Regions from separate parts of the Mus musculus genome. Here region 2 is linked to region 1. Evidence: chromatin contacts called from public promoter capture Hi-C data. All regions are on one chromosome and are shown on one strand. Each heading gives the region's core, a stretch centred on a gene start, on an enhancer-like site or on the middle of the called end of the contact. The rest is flanking DNA. Distances are from core to core; before and after follow the strand shown.

Region 1 (7,884 bases), core at 2,801-5,300:
CACATACACTGTTATTTGAAAACCACACTTCAGAGACATTAAAGTTAAGTATACTAAGCATTGAAATTGTTTCATAAGTGTAAAATATTATAGAGCGATAAAGCAAGAAAAATCAGAAGTAAAGATGTGACCAGGAGCGAATGTGTCTTTGCCAGTATTTAGAGTTCATAGGTAAAAACTTATAAAGGAACAGATAAAGAGAGAATGTTTTTAGTCAGCAAAACTCTACATAAAATTAGTACCAACAGCATTTTAGTCATGTGTAGATAGACATAATCTTAAGTCCCTGATCAGCCTTGGCATATGATGCAATAATTTCAATCAGATATTTCTGTTTTACAGTGCATCTACAATGCATATGAAAAACAAATAAAATGATTTGATTTTTGTTAATGTGAGTTTAAATGGGTAATTACATATTAAAGAACTAGAATTCCACCGAAGGTCATCTAAAACAAAGTGCTACGACTGCTTACTTTCACAGATACAAATTATATTCTCACTCAGTCTTTCAGTCTTTCAAAATGAAATTGTTCCTTGTTTTTGTGCCAAAACATCTTTATAAAAGTTGTTACAGATTATTTCCAATACCTTTTTTGCTCAGCAATTTGGCATCAACACTGTTCAGGCAACAACATTCATATGGTAATAGTTAAATTTGTTTCTCACTAGGGGCCTGTCTGCCAATTTTTTTTTTTTTCATTTCCAGCAGGCACAAGCTGAACTCTAGAAAGTGCTTTAGCTCTTTTGCTCAAATGTGAGTCTCTCTAAGTCAGCTAATACCAAACAGCTAATATCACCCAAATCACCAGTGTGCTTTGTTCTTGAAGAGAAGCATGGCTTGAAAATTTTTCAGTTACCTTATAGTTCACAGTTCACTCCCAGGCTCCAGGTTGCTAAGCAGCCCCAGCTTTATATCACAACCTTTCTCTTCTTGCCTGTGGCGTTGGGAGAGTGGTGACTTCCCAGACTACTTCTTCATCTCTGAAATGAGAGTAACACTCCATGTTGTTGTTGAGCAAGGGAGTTGACAGTGCATAAAGAGAGCTCTTGGTATATGGAAACTGGTTCCACTTGTTGCTCCCTAACAAATTAACCCAGAACTATAGATAGAGACCAGGGTGTTATGTGATCTGTGCTATTGAATTAAGAATTAGGGTGAGGCTTGACTGCTAGTTCATGCAAGAGCCATTGACATGTCTTTTCTTTCAGATGGAAGGATGGGCTGCTGTTTTCTGAAGCACAGATGGACAAGATATCAACCAACTCACCCAGTGTTGACACATGCAGGGGTGTGAAGGTCCAGCTTTCTGTTACCCATTCAGACACCGGCTCCTGTTCCTAAAAGAGCAACAAAGAATTAAAGATCCGAAATATAGTATGTGTGTGTGACAAAGGAACTATGCATAGGGTGCCAACATTCACATGTGCCCAACATTAGTGTCTATTGAAAAAGATGCACAGGAGGTGTTCAGCAACAAAATGAGCATGAGGACCCATCCTTGTGGAGACCAGTCATCTTAGTTCTTCAGCCAAGATGATGCTGACAGAATGAATTATGAATAAAGCACAATTTATCATGGGTAAAGATTATGAATCGACCAAATAGCACGAAATTTATCTGGCCAACAACAACCCATCCACCACCACCATAGAACAAGCCTATCATTAGTGGCAATGCTAGTCTGATCTGATTAGTGGCAATGCTAATGCTACATCTGATTTCAGCTTTGGTATGTTGGACTAGTTTTTCATGTTACAGACCTTATAAGAACTAAATCCAAAACTTCCTTTCATACCTAGAAGCTTTTCTAGGATTAACCTTAGGTACCAAATTCTTGAACCTATGATAGAGTAATATATTAAGCACTATCTCACTCTCACAGAGCAATTCAAGAATGAAGGCAGTATCAGACTACACGCATACCCACAGAGTCATTTGCACGTAATACACACCTCATCATCTAGAAGCCATTGTCTTTATGAACCAGTGAAATTACCTGTTAAATGGCTTGGAAAATTGGAACACAGTTCTCTAGAATATGGTCTGTCTTTGAAATCAATAGTCCATCCCTAGTTCTGTGACCATAATAAAAAGAATATGGAGGTCTTGGAACAGCCCACCACTCATGGTGACCCATCTTAAGAAAGGACGCTATGAAAAGTGGCCTCATCACAGGTTCTGACAGAGGAGGTGCAACATGAAAGAGGGGGGACACTGATGAGAGGAAAGGAGGGATGGAAGAAGAGTGAGTTCAATATGAGCAGTAAAAGGCTCTTCAGATGTTACCTGAGACCTGAGATGTATGCATAAAATTTCATAAAGAAACCCATCATCTTGTTTGTTAAGTTTAAAGATTAATTCTAAAAGAATGTGAAAAACTAAAACCACTTTAGAAAGTTTAAAGGGGGTAGTGAACAAGTTCTGTTTCCTGGAAACTATCCTAACAAGTAGGTCTGAAGAATCCAGACCATGATGTATGAAAGTCTGGAAAGTTATCAACCTGCCACTCCCTTTTATGTCATTGGGGCACACACATAAAGATCCAAACACAATGGCTGGCTGGCCTTTTGATGAGGGGCATCTGTACTTTTAACACAGAGGCAATGACACATGTTTTTTTGTTTGTTTTTTTTTTTTTCTCATTTCAAACACACTTTCTCCTAATCTCTGAACATTTCTCAACAAAGTTTGCGAATCCACCCAGTTCTTTTTGTAGGGCGCCCTATAACAACAATATGTGTTTGGGGTTCACAGATGTTGTTTACAAATTCCTGTGTGTGACATAGCTCTGTTTCTGATAAACAAGTTATAAAACCTCAAAGTTCTGGCATAGAGGATTTAGAAATTAGACAAACTGTATGAGGTAAATATGACTATCAACAAATTTTAATCACTGATGTCTTCAGACTTGTCACAAGACAGTATTAATATGCCTGGAAATTTTTAAGGCTTGAGATAATTTTTTCAGAAAAACTCCACATATGTGTTACTTCTTTACCACGGAAACTTGGAGCATGCAAATCATCTTGTACAGAGTATACACTGTTGATAACTATACAAATTAATCAGAAATTATATCCTACCCTTAACACTTTAAACCGTACACTTATCACTCTAAAATTTGTGTATGTGTATCCAATAGAAGAGCCCTAAGCTTAAATTAATAATGATAATAGTGAAAATTATTATAGCTAGCACTATTGACCATTTTCTATGCTATAAGCATTCTGCTTGATGCTTTACATACATTATTCTATTTAATTTCGCACGATTGTGTGAGCTAGATCCTGATATTATCTCTGTTTTGTAAGTGTAATAACTCAGTCACAGAGAGATTAGAAGCTTCCAAAATAATGTCCAGCTTGTAAATCATAGAACAGTGATGAAATGTATTCTAAGAACCAAGATAGAAGGGAAATTGCTTCATATTTCTCTGAGGTGTATAACAGTAATTGTGTCTTTCCAATGAAGTACGATGAAATAATATCAGTTGATATTCTAAACTAATTTCAGTTCATTGTAAGGGTCTCTCAGTAGTTGTAAGGTGTTATTTTACCAGAATGAGTCATAATACAAGCAGTGACACCAGACCCTCATATGCATATGTAAATGTTTAAAATAGAACTTTATTTTCTGCTGGAGTTTATGCCTTATTATTATATGGAGAACAAATGTTTACAGGGTTTAGTGGACATGCTTGCCATTGCCTTGCCAGATGCTCAAAAGTACACAGAACTTGAAGCACTCTTGCAAATGTTTCCTGCTTTGCAATCTGGTCAGGCTACTCGAAGTTGCATTTCATTTCTCTCGACTCACATGGTCATCAAGTTTGACAAAAGGGCCTCCAGGTAGGCAAGCTTACTCCACAAAAGGGGACTTCTTAGAGCCTCTGTAGGATCCTTGGTGATCTTCACAGATCATGCCTTCCCAGCTGTTCCCTCTCTGCCTGGCTGTGGTCCAGTGAGATGATGCAAGGTTGAGCAATGGAATTGTGCTGAAGGAAGGGGGCCACAGAGGTCACAGAAACTCATGTAAACAAAGCTATGCCTGGCTTTTGAAAAGCAAGCTGAGCACTGCCCTCCACAGAGAGGGCACACATCCATAGAACAGTCAGAGGGGGGAGGCACTTTTGTTAATGACGTAAGTTATTTCAATGATTAGTGCATTTTGTAATAGCATTGGGACAGGGCTTTGAAATAGGTATGGCCAAGCCTTAATGGTCAACATTACCATTTTTTTCACCATTGGATTTTGAATTCCCTTATGGTCCTCATCTGATATGGAGGTATCACCTTTTGTTGCCAGGCTTACCCCTCATGACTTAGTGTTCTGAATTTCATTTCAGCCAAAATTAACATAGCACTGTTTCCTATATCTTGTTCTGTCATTACAGGATCTAGTCTGTACTTGAGATGTATTTTAGAGTCGCTATGCTAACTAGGATTAGAGTTTGGAAACAAAATTAGGTGAGAGAATTTCAAGCTATATTTGACACTGGAGCAACTCCATTTTGCAAAAAATACTGATTTTCTCCAGCTCTCCACACGTAGCTGTGGCATTGTATACTCCTGTGACCCCTGGAGATGCTGGAAAAGCCAAGTCCTTAATCCATTTGCCATTTGACTGTACACAGTCATTTGATCCTCAGCTCCACCTCTGTTGAACAGTAACTCCCAGCACTAACTGATGCAGGTCTGAGTCTTTCTAATCCTTTCCAGCTGTCCATGTTGCTTCGGTCAATTTCAGTTCCAATCTTTCCTCCAGTGTTCCCTTTATCACAAGGAAAGCAGAAGAAGAGGTAGAAAAGAGTGAAAGAACATTGAGAAGAACAAACTCTATTGTCTCCAAACTCTTGAACTATATAAAATTATATTTTAATTAGTAATATGGAATATTTCTGGATGAGACAAAATAATCAGTTAGGCACAGGAAAAACAAAAACAACAACAAAATAAACCAAAGTACTTATCTCAGAGTCTTAAACCCAAGAAGAAATGCATAGACCCTGAAGTCAGTGGGAGTCTCAGTCCTCAACTCTCTTTGTGTAGGGTTTGGGCTTAATTAACCTGTTGCTCTCTGTGTCTCTACTCTATGAATACGAAGATTGCTCCAAAAGCAAGTTAAAGGTCCAGAGTGATGGCTCAGTGGTTACGGGCACTATCTGGTCTTTGCAAAGAATCTACATTCAGTTCCTAGTATCTAAATGTCATCTAATGAATGTCTATAATTCTACTTTCAAGGGAATCCAACACTGATACTACAAATATACAGGTGGTACACGGGTTTACATGAATCACATAAAACAAATAAAACGGAGATGAAGTGATTTAAATTAAATTCTATGATATATGAGTTTATGTGTGAATGTATTTGTGTAGTAGTATACACGTAAGGTTCTAAAAGATGAGTGAAAATCAAAGAGAGAAAATAAGCAGTTAATAACCTGACAGAAGCATCTATGTTTGTCCTTAAGAACTCTCTACTGAATGATACAGTCAGTGGTATGTTTCCCCTCCCTAACTGTGTACTCCCTCACCCTAAACAGACTTCATCCATGGTCTAACTCTGATGTCATGAAGAAAAGATTCTGTTACTTGCTTTCTGATCTCTTGACAGTGCCTCATCCAAGATTTGACTGCTCCACCCCAGACTTGTATCATTGATCTCCACCTTGCCTTCCTGAACTCCCCTGTCAAATCATATTCCATTGCTTTCACATAAGCTATTCTTCTCAACCTGAAAATATTTTTCTATCTTCACTTTGTGAGGAAACTAATACGCAACTTCTTTGTGAAGCCTTACCCATCTTCCCAAGACATACATGATATGCAAATACTCATATACATGCAACTTCACCTGCACCAGCATATTCTTCCACTTATTCTCTAACCATGCCATAAAGATTCTGAAGAGTAATGGATTCCTGTATGGAATCCATGAGTGAACTTCGGGCAGTCAAAAGCCTCATCAATTTTTCAATCATACTTGCTTTGTTTTTCCAAATTAACTCTTTTGATTTGATCATATTATCAATAGGGTCTGTGATCCTGGTGAGTATAATAACCACTGTTGTAGCTCTATGGCAGAAACGGTCATTGTGTGGCAACATTATCACTGGACTCCAATGTTACTACTGCTGTCTCCTGAGCCTCTAATGACACTAAATACCGGAAAGGTCCTGGATGAGTGATGAATTGAAGTTGCAGTTGAGCAAAGGGCATTGGAAACTATGCTCAGAATGCTCCATGATGAAAAGTGACATCTCTGAGACAGGAAGGGTTTCCTTACCCAGCTGCCAGGAGATAGAGCTTGGTTGATGTGCTTCACAGTTTGCTAATAATTTTCTCCATTCAGGAATTAATTACAGCATAATAGAATTTAATAGCATTTGTTCTTAATTCTCCCCTGATCTGCATTCTGCTGTTTGCTCCCATTTGTTCTGATAAGGTCCATTGTCTCTAATGTTGTTTCACAAAGGGCAAGAAATAAATCAATGGTATTTAGCTCTTCTAACCATCTGGTCTGGCAAACTTCCCAAAATTAATGTTTAAATCTGGGTGCAGTTCATGTACTTTGTCTTGTCTTGGGGAAGATCTCTGGAGGCAGGAAATGAGGGGGAGTAACTGCCCTTGTAATGCATAGAGAGATGTGAGTTTTGCGTAGTTATCACTGCTTCTAGTGTAGATTTCCACTGTACGCTGCAGTACTGGTCATTCCTAAGGTTCCTGCTTAGGATATGCTATACTTTAGAGACAGAGTTAGCAACCTTTTCTCACAAATGCTCACAGTTCAAATATTCCAAACATTGTGAGCCATCCTGTTTCTTTCACAGTCATTCCACACTGCCAAGAAAAGTCAGCACAGACCCTTACAGGCAAAGAAATATAACTACACACCAGAATGACCAACGACAGTGGAGTTTGTCGTCCTTTAGAGAAAGGAATTTTGAAAAACCATTGATGAACGACTTGATAATTTCTAAATTTCCATTGTGTGGTGGGAGAGTATCCAGTGATGTTATTGAGAGTCACATTTGTAAACTGCAAAGCAAGCATGTAAGCACCAGGCCGAAGGATTATCATGGAGACTTGAGAACACATGCAGGCACTTGTGCCACTTGTCTTCCTATGTAGGACTTAATAAACCTCTGTAATGGGATTCCATCAAAGACCCTCCACTAGAGGGAGAGAGAGAGAGAGAACAAATACGAGGCATAAATATATTTTGTCACTTTTTAAAAGCTATACTGCCAGTAATTTTCACAGTTGTGTTTTAAAGCTTTGAGGACATAAAATGGACTTCAAGAGAAGATACCAAAATAGACAGGTTTAATAAGTTATCCTATTGTAATCTGGGAAGGGCTCTAAGAGGCCTTTACCACTGGTTTCAACAATAGTGTTGTATAGAAGCAAGACAGCATGACCCACTGGACCAGGTCATACAAATGTCTTCAGCTTCTTCCTGCTTCTCTCAGGGTGTCTGCTCTATGGAAGTTGTTGCCATGGAAAAAGTTTAGCTAGCCAAAAGAGGTTGCACGTGAACATTATAGAAGTCAAGAGCCTGGTTGAATGACCAGCCAGCAGCCAGATCATAAATGAACTATTGTTCATAGTTAATGTAGTCTTCAAGCAGCTCTGGCCCTACTCCTTATCCAGCTACAATTGCATGAGAGAGTCTACAATTCTTCCAAACTTTCAGCTCCAAGTTCAAGAATAAAATATGATGGTATAAGGGCTTTCTTTCCCTTGCCTTCACACATTCGATTAGGGGTCAAGGGTCCATCATCTGTCTGATATCTTTTCACTGCTGATCCTTTCTGCTAGTCTACCACCACGCAGACTTTTATTTTTAAACAAAAATGAGAAAATAAAATGTTTTTT
Region 2 (7,884 bases), core at 2,734-5,233, 490 kb after region 1:
GCTTGATCACTAATTGAGAAAATGCCTTGCAGCTGGATCTCATGGAGGCATTTCCTTAAGATAGGCTCTTTCCTCTGTGATATCTCCAGATTGTGTCCAGTTGACACACTAAACCAGCCAGTACAGGAGGGAAATCATGCTTGGTACTAGGAAAGCTACCCACCTAACCAGGGGACTAGTGAGGTCCTAGACCTCAGGAAAGAACTCATTAGTGACACTTTACAAAACCAGACCAAGTCCCAACTGCATTCTAAGTACTTATCACTAAACTGGTAAGCATAGCTCCTAACCCGCATCAAAGGAACTTCTTTTTGCAAGAGACCGTTAGAGGAATCCAGAACTGGTCCAAATGCAGAAAGATCATGGGGGTATCAGTTCTAATGAATACACTTACAACACATCTCCTGTACTTAGAGCTCAAGAAACATTTGGCAGAGGTGGCAGGAAGATTCTAATAGCCAGAGCATCAGTAAATCTGCTGTGAGATTGTGTCTCCTAGAAATAACAGGGAAGCTTCGCCCAGAATACCTAAAAAATATGGCTGTCTAAACAAGCCATGAGAAAGGACAACACCAATAGACAATGCTAATGGAAGAGAGAAATATTATTAGACTCCATCCCAGGTCAAAGAACCACAGACAACCAGGGGATCTTATCACGTAGTACATTGGATTTTTTTTTTTATCAGCTGCTGATATTGGTCAATCTCAAACCTGGAAACAAATCCATCTTTTATTGTCTTCCTTCTGAACTCTATCGCACTGTCAGCTGTTGAAGAAGAATGGAAAGTTCATGAATTACGACATATGAACAACTATGTCTCTGTGACTGACATGCCGGGAAGTTCAACATGCTAAGTTACAAGACTGTGGAAACCCAGTGACCTCATCCCAAGAAATAGCTTAACCGCATTCATTGTCATCATTATTACAAAGCACACACACACACACACACACACACACACACACACACACACACACACACACACACACAAAGTTCTCCTTGGCTCATGATTAAGCAATAGCCCTCACCTGCAATCACAGACAGTTGGGTAACATCAGACACAAATTGCTTATCTTATTAGAGAGAGCATGTGTTTTTCTTTCCTACAATATGGTAATGTATTAAGTCCCTCCTAATGGGACCTCAAGTTCTTACTCAGAGTGTTTAGCATTTATTAACATAATTAGCACAGCACCCCTTTCCTATCATGTCCACGTACAAAAATTACAATCTCTACTTACTTTCCCAGCTAGCATAGGATATTACTAATTATTTGGGAAAAGAAAAAGATAGAGTGTAGTTTGAAATGACTTCATCCTGCTCTAGTGAGAATAGAAGAAAGCCCATTTGTTTCAAAGAAATGCTAGGGTTTGGTTTTCCCTATGCCCTTTTCTTTATAGTATGGCCTTCTTTACTCTGTAGCTAAGCTGAATAGGGCATGTATTTTCTTATTCTTCCATATGTCTCTTCTCTCTTACACCCTGCAGTTTGTTGTGAAATATATATTCCCCATCTTTTGGCAAAGAATAGAATTTCTGGGATCGGTGCTAAATTCCTGGATTCAATGTTTAAAAGTCCCAGACTTGAAGAAGGAATTTATGGTTTCCAAAATAAAGTATTTCTTCGTCATAACAAAGGCCTCACCATAGAAAAGAGACTTGCTTAATCTTACATATTTCATGGTTGCCATTCCTTCTTGGCATTTTTCAGGCTCAGGTCTAAAGTGTTTCTGAACCCAAAGTGAAAATCTAGAAGACTTGTGTTGTTGGGCTTACTGTAATTTTAACCTTTCTGTGTAGAATGGTCTAAATTTATAAATTTCTTTCACTATTAACAAAGACACTGCTCTGTTAAAAGTGTTTGGGCAGCATTAGAGTCCTTGATTGGAAATACCTTTAAGTTGTTTAAATTTCTATGCTTTCAAGATCATTTCACCAAAGAGCTTCTGACCGTGCGGTTTCTGTCTGCGTGGTCAGTTTAATGAAGCATCCCTAAAAAACGTACAACTGCAATGGATCATGCTAGAACAATGAAGGTAGAAATCGTCCTTGATATCAGAGTGCCACAGGGTCAGGAATTCCAACATTCCTTAGCTGTTTTATGATTTCAAGAGGACGATAAAACCTTGGTGTGGGAGGATGGCAGAAACAGCGGTAACACATGTAAGCACAGCCCAGCACCCCCTAGACGAGCAGCGTGCAGTAGTGTGAGTTCCATTCTGAAGCCATGGCCACCACAGCTTCTCCTGTTTGGGTCCACGGCTGGTCTCGTTTGAAATCTCTTTTACTACACCTTTCAACTTCAGTCAGCTTCCTCCTTCCAATCCTCTTTCCTGTGCCCCTCCCTACTGTCCACCTCTCCCTCCATCCCACACAGAACTTGCGTTTCTTGCCTCCACAGTTTGGAAGATGCGCCTACTGTTTCTAGGCTTTGTATCAATCCGTGTTCCTTACCACACGTTTATTTTTCTTTCTAATAAACAAACTTCTGTATTTGGTTTTACACAGCTCTTTATAACCTATCTTTACATCCACATGCCCCTGTGAGAGAAAAGGACTATTGTTATTTTTTGGGTTTGCTTTTTTGCACCCGACACTTTGGCCAAGTCATTTAAACTCATCCTGTCTCCATATGGAGGATAACACCAATGCTGGTTTTCTAGTGAGTTTGTTGTTGTGATTAAACGAAATAATGGAGATTGTATGGTACTTAGAACAGGGCTGGTATGTGGTAAATTCAAATCAATCACCACACGGAAGCAAGTTTCATATCCTGTGGACCCCAGCGGCAGAAACTTTTTTTTTTTTTTTTAAGCTTTCTGTTGTGTTCAACACACCCAGAATAATGCCTCTGGGACAGAGAGGGGGTGGGTGGTAAGAGAGCACATGGCTGAAAGGTCAGGGTTCTGTAGGACTGAGAAGCTGATATGAGAGGAGCTAGGAGGAGCCTGAATGTCAGCTTGGACTTGAAACCAGGTACATGAGATGCCTAGAGGCCAGCTTGCCCTTCAGAATGCTAAAAGACACAAAAGGCACTTGTCCTCAAGTTTCTTTTGGACCAGACAGTACAGAGACCTCTCCTCTCTACTTGTGATAATGTTTTAGGCCACATGAAATTTTTTCCCCTCTATGCTTGGAGTTTAGTTTCTATAGCTTTCTAGATAATTATACAATATAAATTGTTGGTAGCCTGTTTTTAAAATAAAGCTATAACTTATTGTGCAACTTGGGGTCTTAAATAGACCTGGCTTTACTTTGCCCCCCTCCCCCCCAAAAAATGGAAAAGATTCATTGCAGAATCTGATTTGATTTCTACAAATGCTGAGATGATTGTAAAGTCCCTTGGCATAACAGCAAGCATCTGTGCTTCTGGTGTGGAAACAGTTGTACAAGTCTGCTCTAATGAGAAATGTTTCAGATTCAATTTTATACTATAGTATTTTAAAGAAATGAGTAAATAGAAACACAAGTCAATATCAGCTTCTCAATGGGATATATCATTCCATGATTAGGATCCCTCCCCCCCAACCCAATTTTTTAAAGGACGTTCAAGGAGGCAAGATTTTTCAAGTAATTTTCAACTTATTGAAATTTAAATAACAAAAAGTAAAGGAACTGAAAGGCAGAAGGCAGGAGCAAAGGAGATCACTAAGGCTGCTTCGTTTGGGAAGTTTATACATTGTTCCTGGCACACAAGTAACCAACCATAACTTGCCTTTAAGTTGTAATTTATACAACTGATCACGTGCTATTTTGAAGCACCCAGCAAGACTATTTCCCCTAGATTTCCGGGATACTCTTCTGTCGAGGTTCTTACTGCAAACACTGAGCAGGCACCTTCGGACTTTGCTAAGGCTTTTACACCAAAAAAGTTGGGTTTGCCCTGCAGGGCTGACCGCTCCCAGGGGTTAGAAGCCGCCCAGGGATCCGGCTGGGGCAGGGCCAGCGCAGCGCCCTCTGCCCCGCCCCCGCAACCGGCGCGCGTCCGGCCCGCCCACACCGGTTACTAGGGACGCGTCGGTGTAGCCGCGATGGATCAGGACGAGGGGCTGACGGCCGTGGACAACATTGTCACACAGTTCAACACCTATGAAGACTTCCTGGACTCTCAGATCACTACGGTCGACCTGTACTACCTGGAGGTAAGCGCGGGTCCGTCTTGCTGGCCGCGGCGGGGCTTGGTCGCCCCCTGGCGGTGACGGCGCTCACCGCAGGCCTCTGGCTTCGAGAGACTTCTCTGCAGGCTGCAGGAGTCCCCAGCCCTCCAAACGCTGGTGCGCTGCACAGAGGCCGACTTGGTCGCTGTAAAGTAGTAACAAGGCATAAAACCAGGAGGACGCGTTGCTGTGTGCACCTGAGGGCAGGGCAGCGGGAGGTCCCGGATGCTCGAGAAGACTTAGTTGGAGGGATCTTCAAGCTCCGAGCTCCTAACTCCCAACTGCAAGTCTCACAGCCTGGGCTCAGGTTTTCAAAGGAGTCCATCTCCATATTAAGGACAAACAGAGCAAGCACCATTGGGGGCGGGGGGGGGGGGGGAGAATCAACCCTACAGAACTCTGGGAAGGACTTGAATTTGGCCAACTCCCCTCATTTCTCCTGTGCACAAGGCAGTTTATCATATAGACACCCCTCCTTTTTAAATAGGTGCCACTGTATGAAAATAATCTTAAATGAAGAAAATTTGTCCCTTTTGAAATTATCTGTTAAAATAGTTACAAAACATGATTTTTAACAGCAACAGCAGCGATATCACCAAACAACCAAGCTTTTACGTTTATTAGATGGGTAACTTAAAGTTCCATTTGTGTGTACGCACACATGCATAAAAAGTCAGTGGGCAACTTGGAATCGGTTCTGAACTTGTATTCTGTGGTGTCCAGGGAATGAACTCAAGTTTGGCAGCAAGCACCTTTTCCTTAAGCCGTCTCTCCTGCTTTTAGCCAATATTTTAAACCCACAGAAGTTGCTTTAAATCCTTGCATCTGAAATGAAGCCACTGAATTGATAATTACAATAGATGTTGCAAGAAGCTTATGTAGAAAGAAGGGGAGGTAGGAAGAGAAAGGGTGAGTCCATCTTAATTATCTGACCGGCCAGAGGATGAGGAGCGCGGTTGGCACTTGGTTGGTAGACCGGAAGTAGTGATGCGGAAGTAGTGATGCGGAAGTAGTGATGCGGAAGTAGTGATGCTCCGGAGGTTGAGGAGCGTGGTTGGCGGGACGGAAGTAGTGCGTCTCCATCCTCTGTTTCCCGTGTTCACTAAATAACGACAGAACACTAAAACAACTGCATTGCCACGGCAGCGAGTAACATTAGCTTTGCTGAACTAATTAACAACTTTTATTCTATAAGTTAGCATCATCTAATAAAACCAACCAGTTCAGTGAGTGGAGAAATGATTGACAAGCTTCAGCAAAATTGCTAAGCTATGGGTTTTAGATCCTTTTCCAGTCATCTGCCCCTCTGACTAAACACAGTCCTTCTCTTTAGTGGCTGCCTGCGGACTACCGGAAAAATAAAAATTCCAGTTGAATTTCTTTTCTCAGGTAAGGGGTGAAAGAAATATTAAAATGATTTAAAGATTTCCCTAGATAATGGATTCCAGTCATGGATAAATTAATTACAGATATAAACGACATGAAGTTTTACTCAAAATATTTTTTTTTCCAATACTGAGAACATTTTGGGCTAAGGATATAGCTCGGTAGTAGAGTGCTTGCTGGTTTGCTTGAGGCCCTAGGTTTAATCCCCAGTACACACACACACACACACACACACACACACACACACACACACACACGCAACGACACGCCAGCTAATTTTGATATGCTTTGACTAGCTCAATGGTTTGGCACTTCTAAAAGTCACCATGGCTAGTATACATTCCCCTCCCGTATTCTTGAATTAATATTTGCTAAATCCATATTTCATCTCTTCGACCACAAACCCAATCAGGAAATGGTACCTCGGGCCTTTAGGGCCCTAGGCCTTTAGGTCTGTTCTCCTTGTTCCCCCATCTCGGATTCCTTCCTCTTCCTCCTCTCTCCCTCTGCCCCTTGCCTGCACAATCTAAAAGTCCTTCCCTGACTTTCTGCCCAGCTGTAAGGCAATTCTGTTTGTTTGTTTGTTTTGGTTTGTTTTTTTTGAGACAGGGTTTCTCTGTATAGCTTTGGCTGTCCTGGAACTCACTTTGTAGACCAGGCTGGCCTTGAACTCAGAAATACGCCTGCCTCTGCCTCCCTAGTGCTGGGATTAAAGGTGTGCACCACCACGCCCCGGCTTGTAAGGCAATTCTTGGTTACCAAAGGAAGCTAGCTGGGGGCGGGGACCCTCAGGTCTGGAAGTGCGACTTTGGGAGCTGAATTAAGACAAAGCCTTAGAACCAATTCCCAACATTTTTTCAGGTGCTTCTCTGCCATTCGGTATTCCTCAGGTGAGAATTCTTTGTTCAGCTCTGAGCCCCATTTTTTAATGGGGTTATTTGATTTTCTGGAGTCCACCTTTTTGAGTTCTTTATATATATTGGATATTAGTCCCCTATCTGATTTAGGATAGGTAAAGATCCTTTCCCAATCTGTTGGTGGTCTTTTCGTCTTATTGACAGTGTCTTTTGCCTTGCAGAAGCTTTGCAACTTTATGAGGTCCCATTTATCGATTCACCATCTTACAGCACAAGCCATTGCTGTTCTATTCAGGAATTTTTCCCCTGTACCCATATCTTTGAGGCTTTTCCCTACTTTCTCCTCTATAAGTTTCATTCAGTGTCTCTGGTTTTATGTGGAGTTCCTTAATCCACTTAGATTTGATGTTCAACATCCTTAATCATCAGGGAAATGCAAATCAAAACAACCCTGAGATTCCACCTCACACCAGTCAGAATGGCTAAGATCAAAAATTCAGGTGACAGCAGATGATGGCGAGGATGTGGAGAAAGAGGAACACTCTTCAATTGTTGGTGGGATTGCAAGCTTGTACAACCACTCTGGAAATCAGTCTGGCAGTTCCTCAGAAAATTGGACATAGTACTACGGGAGTATCCCACAATACCTCTTCTGGGCATATATCCAGAAGATGTTCCAACCGGTAAGAAGGACACATGCTCCACTATGTTCATAGCAGCCTTATTTATAATAGCCAGAAGCTGGAAAGAACCCAGATGCCCCTCAACAGAGGAATGGATACAGAAAATGTGGTACATTTACACAATGGAGTACTACTCAGCTATTAAAAAGAATGAATTTATGAAATTCCTAGCCAAATGGATGGACCTGGAGGGCATCATCCTGAGTGAGGTAACCCAATCACAAAGGAACTCACACAATACGTACTCACTGATAAGTGGATATTAGCCCAGAAACTTGGGATACCCAAGATATAATATGCAATTTGCTAAACGCATGAAACTCAAGAAGAAGGAAGACCAAAGTGTGGACACTTTGCCCCTTCTTAGAATTGGGAACAAAACACCCATGGAAGGAGTTACAGAGACAAAGTTTGGAGCTGTGACGAAAGGATGGACCATCTAGAGACTGCCATATCCCGAGATCCATCCCATGATCAGCTTCCAAACGCTGACACCATTGCACACACTAGCAAGATTTTGCTGAAAGGACCCTGATATAGCTGTCTCTTGTGAGATTATGCCGGGGCCTAGCAAACACAGAAGTGGATGCTCACAGTCAGCTATTGGATGGATCACAGGGCCCCCTATGGAGGAGCTAGAGGAAGAACCCAAGGAGCTGAAGGGATCTGCAATCCTATAGTTGGGACAACATTATGAACTAACCAGTACCCCGGAGCTCTTGACTCTAGCTGCATATGTATCAAAAGATGGCCTAGTAGGCCATCACTGGAAAGAGAGGCCCATTGGATTTGCAAACTT

What was found. Promoter capture Hi-C pulls out the DNA fragments that hold promoters and counts their contacts.
Region 2: a contact with region 1 is called in a promoter capture Hi-C map of liver, with 2.2 times the contacts expected there. The contact joins the promoter of Cfap299 here to the enhancer-like site in region 1. A contact is called at or near these places in 6 of 39 promoter capture datasets (the 3T3-L1 cell line, hippocampal neurons, liver and 2 more), 1 of 484 Hi-C or Micro-C datasets (the C10 cell line), 1 of 115 datasets of contacts at active chromatin or transcription factors (bone marrow-derived macrophages) and 2 of 9 other capture datasets (adipose tissue and liver).

Annotation. Positions count from the first base shown.
Region 1 is chr5:97,830,956-97,838,839 of GRCm38.p6, forward strand. Gm34097 (a long non-coding RNA gene) reads right to left here. Exons shown (of 6, transcript XR_389369.1): 2 at 1,272-1,341; 3 at 861-984. Among named protein-coding and RNA genes, the nearest start is that of Gm34097, 12 kb to the right of the region's middle. Within about 2 kb of position 4,051, at least 16 of the 459 cell types and tissues checked have an H3K27ac peak or open chromatin away from gene starts, as enhancers often do. A contact at or near this core is called in liver, where this site is marked.
Region 2 is chr5:98,325,321-98,333,204 of GRCm38.p6, forward strand. Cfap299 (cilia and flagella associated protein 299) reads left to right here and starts at 3,984. Exons shown (of 6, transcript NM_001024614.1): 1 at 3,984-4,144. The coding sequence starts at 4,034.